Regions from separate parts of the Drosophila melanogaster genome. Here regions 1 and 2 are each linked to region 3. A link is a contact called in public Hi-C data. All regions are on one chromosome and are shown on one strand. The core of a region is the stretch at or near the end of the contact, and the rest is flanking DNA. Distances in the headings are between cores, read along the strand shown.

The links. A called contact is a pair of places that touch in the nucleus more often than the background predicts.
Region 1: a Hi-C map of the Kc167 cell line shows a contact between it and region 3, with 2.5 times the contacts expected there. A contact is called at or near these places in 2 of 107 Hi-C or Micro-C datasets (the Kc167 cell line and the S2 cell line).
Region 2: a contact with region 3 is called in a Hi-C map of the Kc167 cell line, with 3 times the contacts expected there. A contact is called at or near these places in 4 of 107 Hi-C or Micro-C datasets (the D17-c3 cell line, the Kc167 cell line and the S2 cell line).

What each region holds. Positions count from the first base shown.
Region 1 is chr3R:10,092,442-10,095,851 of dm6, forward strand. It overlaps lncRNA:CR43459 (long non-coding RNA:CR43459), which reads left to right and starts at 1,320. Exons shown (of 1, transcript NR_133372.1): 1 at 1,320-3,410.
Region 2 is chr3R:7,091,645-7,094,982 of dm6, forward strand. It overlaps lncRNA:CR43685 (long non-coding RNA:CR43685), which reads right to left and starts at 2,063. Exons shown (of 3, transcript NR_073989.1): 1 at 1,893-2,063; 2 at 1,466-1,835; 3 at 703-1,402. It overlaps e(y)2b (enhancer of yellow 2b), which reads left to right and starts at 2,291. Exons shown (of 3, transcript NM_001300275.1): 1 at 2,291-2,556; 2 at 2,619-2,757; 3 at 2,827-3,083. The coding sequence starts at 2,480. The coding sequence ends at 2,898. It also overlaps a transcript of Alh not described here.
Region 3 is chr3R:8,811,716-8,815,086 of dm6, forward strand. CG9837 reads right to left here and starts at 1,864. Exons shown (of 2, transcript NM_001170086.3): 1 at 1,295-1,864. It overlaps aqz (aaquetzalli), which reads right to left. Exons shown (of 2, transcript NM_001275461.2): 2 at 1,775-3,371.

The sequences.
Region 1 (3,410 bases), core at 70-2,569, 1.3 Mb after region 3:
GTGATAGTTGTGCATTTAAGAGTTTCTTTTTCTGCTTCTGTCTTATGCAATCGCGCTGGGTGACAGAACAGCAAATGATTTTTTCAGTCAACTCATAGAATGAAATCAATTTCTACCCTCTGGACTGGTCAAACAATTATCTGCAGGGTAATTAAAGCCACATTTGTTGCCACACTGTGCATTTTGTTCGCCTTTCGGTGACCTCATGACAAGTTTTATGTCGAAATTAGCTGGGATTGAAGTGCTCGCATATAAAACGCCGTCAAATTCAATAAAAAACGCTAATAATAAACGCCATAAAATTATAGACAATGGCCGAGCTGAGCTCTGCGGCTTACGCAATCCGAGGGATATAGAAATCAAGCTGTGGCTAATATATCATCGGAAATAACAAGTTTATGATAAACAAATTAAATCATTAATCTATGGTACAATTATAGATGAATGCGCTTTTTAAACATTACTCTGATTCATTCGTACAAAACAGTGGATTGCATTTTATTGGTATTATAACCAATAGTTTTTTTTATTAATTCTAAAGATAAACTATTTATCAAACAAATCTGTGCACTGCAATTTTACTTCGTCGTTCCTACCTTAGATGTTTTATATTTTGGTCAGTAGATTTGTGCATTTTCACATCCATCCATCTCCATACATATGTATGTACATATGTACATTCCACAAGTTTGTGTATATTTTTTTTGGGGGATTCATCAGATAGATTAAATTCATAGGGACTGTGTGCAATGTCGACTGTCGGCGCACTTGAAATCATTTATCGCCCAAGATCGTGTGCCAGCTCTCGTTTTATCGAACTAATATTATAATGACAGCAGGTCGTGCATGACGAGATTAACATTAACAATTGCGATACCAGCTGTTGGCCTCAGGGGGAACATTCGCGGTGGAAAAGCGGAATTTTCAATTTAAGGTTGACCTTAGAGCAAAATTTGATCGATAATTTCGCATAATTGTGGAATCTCTCCCACAAAAAAAAACCGAAAAACTAAAAAAACTGTGACACATGCACACGGACTCGCACGCACACAGCGAAACATCACCTTGAACATTAAACTGCAACTGTGCGAGGGAGAAAAAGATAGCCAGCGAGAGCGAAAGAGAGGGTAAGGAATAGATAAAGAGAGCTAGATAGTTTTTGTTTGCGTCATGTGCAACTGCAAAAGCTTTCGGTTTCCGCTGTTCGCATGCATGTGTGCGTCCGTGTGAGTGCGGAGAGAGAGCTTTAACCGAAAGCGCGCTCTCCTCGCTTTTTAGCCTTATCTCAGCTAGCTTTTTTGAACGGCCCGAGCAGCTGACAGTTGCGCTTCAGCATTAGACCAAAGTAGTTTGACTTTTTAGTTTTTAGCCGCGAAGCGAATAGTATATACGTGGCTCTGTGTGTGTGTGCGGTGTGTGTTGTGGCAGCTGCACTTGCAGCGAGAGACAGAAATACATTTCGTACAAAATTCCGCCCTGCATTTAGTATATTTCACCTTAGAGCGTCTTTGCCACACACACACTTGTTACCACTCACACACTGGCAAGCGAGAACAAGACACACACGTGGCCATCAAAGCGGTATCGGTTCGCGTCGCGTTTGGCCTAAAATTGTAACAGTTTTCCTTTTACAACAACGAAGAATACCAGAAGAAGCAAAGCCAAAAACGCAGCTGCAGTTGACGTCGACGCAGTGTTAGCTGCTGCCATCGCTGCTGCAGTCGCCGACGTCCGTTTCTGTTTGGCCCATTGCCGTTGGCCAGCTTCAGTGTTCATTTCCCCATCGAGTCGGCAACAACGAGCGGAAGTCGCAGAGGCCCACAGCCAACGAACAGTCGATCGATCCCCAGCTGAACAGCTGATTAACTGCGTACCCCCACCCCCTCCCGTCCCCACAACCCATAGTGTGATTTTGTACCCCTGGATTGCATAAACCCACAAGCAGAAACGGAAACAGCAATACACCAGCACCAACACTAAGCTAAACCCTCATCAAAATCCAAAAACCAAGCGGGTCTTGGCTTTTTCGGTGGCGTATACGTAATATCAGTCGACTAGCTGCACATCTGCCATTGCAATTGCGATTCTCTGGGCATTATGCAATGGCACAACAAAGAGGCACCCTGTAATTCAAGCAACAACAACACAAAAACAATAGAAGTGCAATGCGAACACATTTTCGCTAACTCACACACACATTGTCAAGCAGTTTTTTTGTGTGTCTAGTCGGGCAATTTGTTTAAAACAATCAGCTGCCTTTTTGCTTTCGTTCGCACAGCGGCAGTTTTAAATTTAGTATCGCTGCAGTCGCTTGTAACCCAAATTTTTTGCATCCCTCTCTCTCTCTCATTTGCTGTGCAAATCGTTTTCATCATCTTATATAAGAAATGAAGCTCAAAATACCCCGGATTTAATTGTGGAATAGGTTATAGACGCTTGACAAGTAAAAATCTTAATTAAAGCCCGACTTGCGGCGACTTGAAAGTGTGGATAAATTCAGGCAAGGCAATTAAATCGGAGGCACTTGCAATCCGAGAGCAACAACTCATACTCAGTCACTTGACCTTGCACAGTTTTCGCCATGCGAGCGCACAGTATGCAGTATATAGTACATATACGTACCGTGGGCCCACATACATATACACATGTACATATGTATGTGTAGGGGTACACACAAAGCAAATTGCAATATTTTGTGTAAAAATAACGAACAGACTTTTACATAAGGCCATCGTTTACATAGAGAAGCACAAAAATTTACACACAGTCGAATCGCCATTCACCTGCTGTGGTGTGCGTGTGTGGATGTGTTATGTGGGTGGGTGTTATGAGGTCGATTTTTGTTATTTTTCCCCCTTACTCGTGTGGGTGGATGACTGAAAAATGCATTTGACACAGAAAACAGGCGTGCAAACACAAACAGATATAGAAGAGGCAGATATTTCCAAAGCCAATGCAAATTCAAAACGAATAGAAACCAATGAGGAATCAGCTTATCTTGACCAGAGAAATACGAAAATATTTCAGTGATTCATGGCGAAAATCCCCGTTTGATTGATTTGATGTCAAGATGAAGTGGCAAAAAAATACCAGTTTAAAGCTTATTTTAGCCTTCTGAAAATTGAACAAAAACTTATTTAGATGTTTTTGTACAAAATCCCTGCAGGTTTTTTTTTTTAAATAATTCATGCATTTCTCAATTGGACTTTGAAGTCTGTTTCGTCTTATAAACACAGAATGTTGAATTTATAAATAGCTATATACTTTGTTTTTATAAACATTTGCCAGAGTGCCGCGAATTTTTGTTGAATTAACAGTTGGATTTTGGACCTTAACTGATATCAGCAGCCAGAACCAGCAGACTGAATTTATCATCACTATATACGTAAACGTGTGTATTATGACATCAT
Region 2 (3,338 bases), core at 813-3,312, 1.7 Mb before region 3:
TCGATACTATCATTGTTTTGAAAAAAAAAAAAAACGGTAGAACTTTAGCTTAGCGTGAACCGAAGTTTTTATACCGTTGCAGTATATGTAAATAATATTACAATAGCCCTTAAGAAAAATGCAAGAAGGACTGCAAAGGAATTAAAATAAATTTGTTTAAAAAAAAAACAAAAACGTTTTAGTTCATTGATTAAACAATATACAATGTAACACATCATATGTTGATGAAAAGTAGCATATCTAGTACTTTTTCTCCAACCTTAATCGCTCTTCCAACACCTCCAATTAATTTTTATTTTTCTTTAATCAAATAAGGAAAACTAACATTTCTATTCCTTATAAAATTAAACAACCTATTTGTTTCTCTCGCTCTATTAATGTGTCTGTGTTAGCGCGGAGAAAACATCGATTGCTTTCCAAAACGCTCAATGTATTGAAAAACTGAAAAACATCGAGGTTTTCCAGCTCTACTATAAATACATTCTACATTTTTTTGACATACACATTTGGGGCTACCAACCTATTTTACACCAGAGTTGCCAGGTAACAATTTTTTGCTCTTCTCTCCATACTTAAATAACAGAATATTTTTAATTGTGTCGACTTGCTTAGTCATTTATACTTTTAAGCTTTGAATTTCGAAATCATGCAATAGCAACCCAAATAAGTTTAATAAGCATTTAATATTAAACCACATCGCTTGTTGTGCTCTGGGATATTACAGGAGTGTTTTCAATATATATTTGTTCTATGGGCTTTACAAACAATATAACTTAAGGTATATGACTGAAAACGATAAACCAACACATTTTAAACATAAAATACACTTGAAAAAACAATATTAAACATTTTTCGTGTTATGATTTAGAAAACAAGTTTAGTCCAAGCCCGATCTAAGTCTCCTGTGGATCCAGATGACGCGCTAATTAGATTTTGGGCGTGGAACAGCGTATTTCGAGCAAATACCTTGCAACTGACTTTATAGAGGAGTGAAAACTGGCATTCGGGGCCTTACACCAGTGGTGCGTTTTGAAATCAGTGTTCAGCACTACCTGCATAATCAGATATCCGTTGATTTCGCGGGCTACTAAGTCGTTGCTGTCATTTTAACGGGGAACCTTTTACTCTGGCTGTTGGACTCCACATAGTTGGACTCCATTGCTTATTCTAGCTTGCTTTTAGGATTCCTTGAAACGTCGCAGTTTGTTGTGGGTGAAAAGTGAAGTTCCTCAGCCACGACATCGGAAGACAGTTTTCGTAAATGCGGAATCACCCAGTGCAGCGTGGGTTTTGTGACGGCTTCCAACTCCCTTGCAGAGTTCTCGAAGTTCGGCAAGAAACTAATCACGGCCATTACATTACTCCTTAATCGTGCTGGACATCTTTAAACGTCCCAATTATTCTGTTCAATGGCGTGCAATTTACAGATCGCGACAAACGGATGGCTTCCAAATGTTCTACTCACTTTTCATATAGAAATTGCAGCCCTGATCAACTGTGTACCGTAGCACAGTGAACCTGGTTTTCAAACGCAGTTTTGAAGCTCTCGTCATATTCCGTAACAATCACTGGAGCATCCCCGTTTAAGTTGAAACTTTCAAGAGTTTGGGCTACTATGTTCCGTTTGGCTCTATCTGAGGATTTTAGCCAAATAAAAAGGGAACCTTTCTGACGCACCTCTGCGAATAGTTGAAACGCTGAGAAAGCGGTTAATAGCTGCAGATTCTTGAATATAGTGCACGGTGAGAACGAAGTGGTTTTCCAGGAATTGATAACAGGTGACACGGATAAGCACTATATGGTGTGTCGCACAGCGAGCGGACGGTCGATGTGTGCTGCAAGGATAAGTCATTAAAGTCAATAAGCAGACTGGTGAAGATGCAACTTCTTACGAAGAAGTTAACGGCCTGAGAAGGGCACGAGCAGGATTTCTGTGGCCAGCAATTCATTATACATATACCTCGGGTTCGGGTTCAAGGACTTCAAAGCTAAGTTCATGCCATATTTCAACTTCTAGAAGCAAATCCATCGAGGACTTGTTTTTAAATCAAAACAAAAACATTTATTTTTAGAGATGGGATTATTGCGATTACATTATTCAGTATGTGATTACAGTATTCACGAATAGTTCTCAGTCACTGAGAGATATTTTGAATTTCTGTCACGGGACAAAGGTTACTGGGTAAATTTCGCATTAATAAAAAAAGTATATAATCAAATTAACTAATACTTTACGCTTAATAAATTTTATACAAATTCACTGATTAGTTTATGTTGTTAATTTCATTTTTAGTTCTTGACAATGCTATCGTGAGAAAAATCATGCCCGTTGCTGGATTTGAAACGAGTTCCGAAACTGTAAAGTTTCCTGGAATCAGTTCATCGTCAAAACACTGCATTTGATTTCCAAACGAATTTTACCGACTCGGGCTTAAGTACTTTTCAAAATACACGAGATAATCGAATTAAAACTCGAACCATGACAATAAACAAGGAAACGGGAACCGATCCCGATCCTGGATATAAGCCTACGTTACGCAGTCAAGATAAGGCCGCGTAAGTATTTCTCATGAGGATTCGATTGCCATTACTCCTGGACGTTCTCGTTAACTCAACAGCCTGAAGGAACTGCTGCACACGCGTCTTGTGGAGTGCGGATGGCACAAGGACATTAAGGAAATGATACGAAACATCATCATGGAGCGCGGAGTGGACAATATAAACCGCGACCAACTGGCTGCCCAAATAGTCCCGCAAGTAGGTTCATGTCCACTATTTTTTTTTTTGTTTTTGGCGCACTCTATCAATCAATTGAAATCTTAACAGGCTCGCGCTTTGGTGCCTGAAGTCGTCAAAAATGAGATGATGCTGCGCGTGCACGCCGCCCTCGATAAGTAGTGACTGCCCATCGGTTCCATCCTTAACCTTAACCTTAAAAAATCACGTGTTCTAAATTCTAGCACGTGTTTGTGGTTTATTATCGAATTTAAGTAGATATTTACATACTTATGCTAGCTATGAATTGCGGCATTAGTTATACAATACGCATATAATAAATAAACAATAAACAACTACAATTAGTTAGAATAGGTTGTCGCTATGTTCATGGTGTGGCTACTCGATTGGCTAAACAAAATTTGTGGTGGTTCTGTTGGAGGAAACTAGGAACGCGGTCGGGCTCTGTTTGTATGTATTTCTTCTATTATGCTACAAATAATAAGGCTAAACCGTTAATGTTTTACGTTTACTTATTCAATAACGAGTCGATTGAAAAGTCTTTGAATTTGGCGTTGGAATCATCGTTGAACATCTGCGGCTGCTGCAGTTGCTCCTCCTGT
Region 3 (3,371 bases), core at 614-3,113:
CGAAGTGATGTCTAAATGCCAATCAAGGGGTATGAACGATTCCATTTAGTCACGTTTCCCCATGATTTATACATATATCTGTTTTTTCTTTAGCTCTGGGCTTTTGTTTTTATGTTTGCAATCGCGAATTCAAACGGTCGTGTGGGGGGAGGGGCGAAGTATATACCCCTTCACCGACAACCTCGCTGAAATCCACTATCGCCGTCGCCATTTATAGATTGCAATTAGCTTAAGCAAAGCGCCATTAAAATAAAAGAGAAGCAACCAAAAGCAAAATAAAAACAAAATTGTTTACGCTTTTGATTTGCCTTAAGTTTGTGTGCAGACATACAGGCATCCAGGGCAACAAATATGGGTAGCACACATATGTAGATACATATCTAGTGGAGTTTGAAAACAACAATGCACGAGCACCTACCGGATACCCATAAATATTAAAGTTTCATCTAAATATTTTACATTTTTATTCCAGTATACATATATATACTGAGTATATATACTCATATACTACTATATATATACTCTGCGTGCTTTTCGTCACTACGTAAACACCGTCCTCAGTTATACATACATATGTTCATGTATATGTATTTCTCGGGGGTGGCCTGAAAATCGTTGAGAGCATTACACAAAAATTAAAGACTACGGGTCTCAGCATTAAATGAATTCGTCGAGGGAAAAACGCTTTCGATGCTCAAATATGGACAACCCGTACAGTTATTGTCTTGTATTCATTCGACTCGATCGGATATGGTACATATAAAGTACAAACATAATGGTAAGTACATATATACATGCATATGTATGAACGTATTTACTTCAGGGGTAGCGAAGCGGTAAACAACGACACCGAATTCAAAACCGAAGCCCATTGCCCACATAGTGTGTTGCCTGTGAATCCAGTTTTCTTTTGCGACATCGTTTATAAAGAAATCCCAAAGCGGCGAGGTAAAAAACAGAAACATCAAATGCAGAGTAACAATTGGGGTGATGATTCATTTCATCCGAAACTCAAATCGTTTTCGAGACTTATCAAAGCACGTTAAAATTGATCTAAATGGGTATACAAATTTCACACATATATTTTTGTTTAGAAAACTGCATTTAAAACGTGTAAAGTTGCAGCATATTTGTTTCTCTGTGTGGAGCGCGGTAGGTGCGAGATAAGGTGATTCGAAGCACGTTCACCACTCGCACGGCGTCTGTTTTTTCTTCGAGCAACCTCTAGAGAAATCCACCTAGATAATACTAGTTTGTACCGCCAGTGAGTCACATTCGCGTTTTGCCAACTTACCTGTGAACTAAACTGATCCAACAGCTCTCTCTCTCCACCGTCCTCCTTCTGGGATCGCCACTTTTCGGGGGTTCCATCGAAGTCGCGGACTTTTACCTCCTAAATCGAAATATCCAATAAGCCATCCATACCCATATTCACTTCAACTTTGTTCAATTTTGCAATCAGCCAAGCTCCATTTTTTAAACATCTGTTTCAACAAAGAACTCATAGGAAATCATTATCATATGTAAATGGGTTTTTAAACATCTAACCAAATGGAAATTCCCTTCCTATCGCTGTTGACACTCGAAACTCGAGAAGTTGCCTTGACTCAATTTTTTCGAATCGAAAAAGTTAACTCATAAATATTTTGGCTTTGTAAGCAATTTTCAGTTTGAAAAAGTTAAAAAGGAGCGTATTTAATGGATTATAAGCTTATTTCTGATCCAAGAACTAAAAACTTTAAGCTAGTAAAAATAGGATCTGGGCTGAAAAAATCCAATTTACTATATGGCATGTGGATTTTTCGGCCGGAGTAGTTGGACGTCATCTGGATCTCGTTCGGGGTTTCCATTGAAAATATTTGTATCTCTCTGTTCACGTTTTAGGGGATTTGGGGAAGTTGGATGGGTTAGGTGGGAATGGGAATGGGAATGGGATGTGGGGATTCATCGACTGGATGGGGTGTTTTTTGGGAGGGGATTTACACATTGATTGTTTGATCGTTAGGCAATTGTTTGTTTTGTTTGAGTTTTAACTTGACTTTGCTGCTAGCTGAGCTCTCTGGCTACGATCTTATCGGTCGTCTCATATCAATTTATGTATATAAACTTCTTAAACATGTATGTATCTATTTTGTGTAGTGGTGATGTGGTAAAACTTTTAAACATTTATCGTTATCATGCTGACTGCTGTGTAAGAATCTATAAAATGCTTACATGTTGTTGCGTATCTATATAAATTTCCTCAACGCACAATGACAATTCGCACTTATTGCATAGTTGTTAATGGATTCGCCGATCCGATTGCGGTTGCATCTACTCAGAACTAACATAGGAACAATCAGGATAGTTTTTCACATCGAAACGGAGTTGGAAATGGTTCTATTACATGTATGCCCTTCGGCTCTGTAAAGTTGCTTATCGTTTTATTTTACTTTGCATGCATTTATGTCGCAATATCTGGGTGTTTGTGAAATCGCAGCACAAATGCAGCTGCATTTATATATGTAATATGTATGTATGTATATTTATATGCATATGTACTATATGCGCATTTTCCTTTGTTTCGATCTCCTAGCAAAGCGCTTTTTAGTTTTCAATTTTATTGTGGTTCTTTCTGTCTTTCTGGTTGCTCGCTTAGATATCGTGCTCAAAAACAAAAACATGTGAGAACCTCGTAGTGGAATTTTTCGGAGCACATGTTGTTCGAATCGTCTGGAATGTGGAGGGGGTTATGATTCTCTACGGGGGGTACGGGGTATGGGGATCTTGCCGATTAGCTCTGGAATTAAAAGTGCCAACGAAAAACTGTACGTGATAACGCAAATAAAAACACAAATTTGTGGATTTTTTTTTGGTTAATCATACAAAGCCTTCATAAATTTCTTTACGAAAGCCATGTACAATTGTTTATTTCTTTTTTCTATTGTTTTGTTGTTGTTGTTTGGTTTGTGGGGTTTTCTTTCTTTTTTCTCAAATTTTAAAAGTTGACTTGGATTTAACACATTTCCAATATTGCTTTACAATTCTTCTCAGATTTTTATTCACAATCGTTTCTATAATTACAATATAGAATTGCGAGTTTGCTCTTCATATTCGCATTCATCTTATGGTCCATTTAAGGTAATTGTAAGGGTATTTAATTAATCGTTTTCTCTTCAGTTGTATTTGTTTTTAATTTGTATACATACCAGGTTTAAAAATATAGCAAAGTATCACAAAAAATTGCAAATTAAATTGTAAATTAGATCAATGGAGAAATTAAAAAAATACATAGTGCTTGGTTGCTTTCTTTTCATTGTTTTTAGAACGACGAATCATGTTTCGGCTTAAATAAAAGAGGTTAAAAATAATATTCGAACTTGGTCGAATCG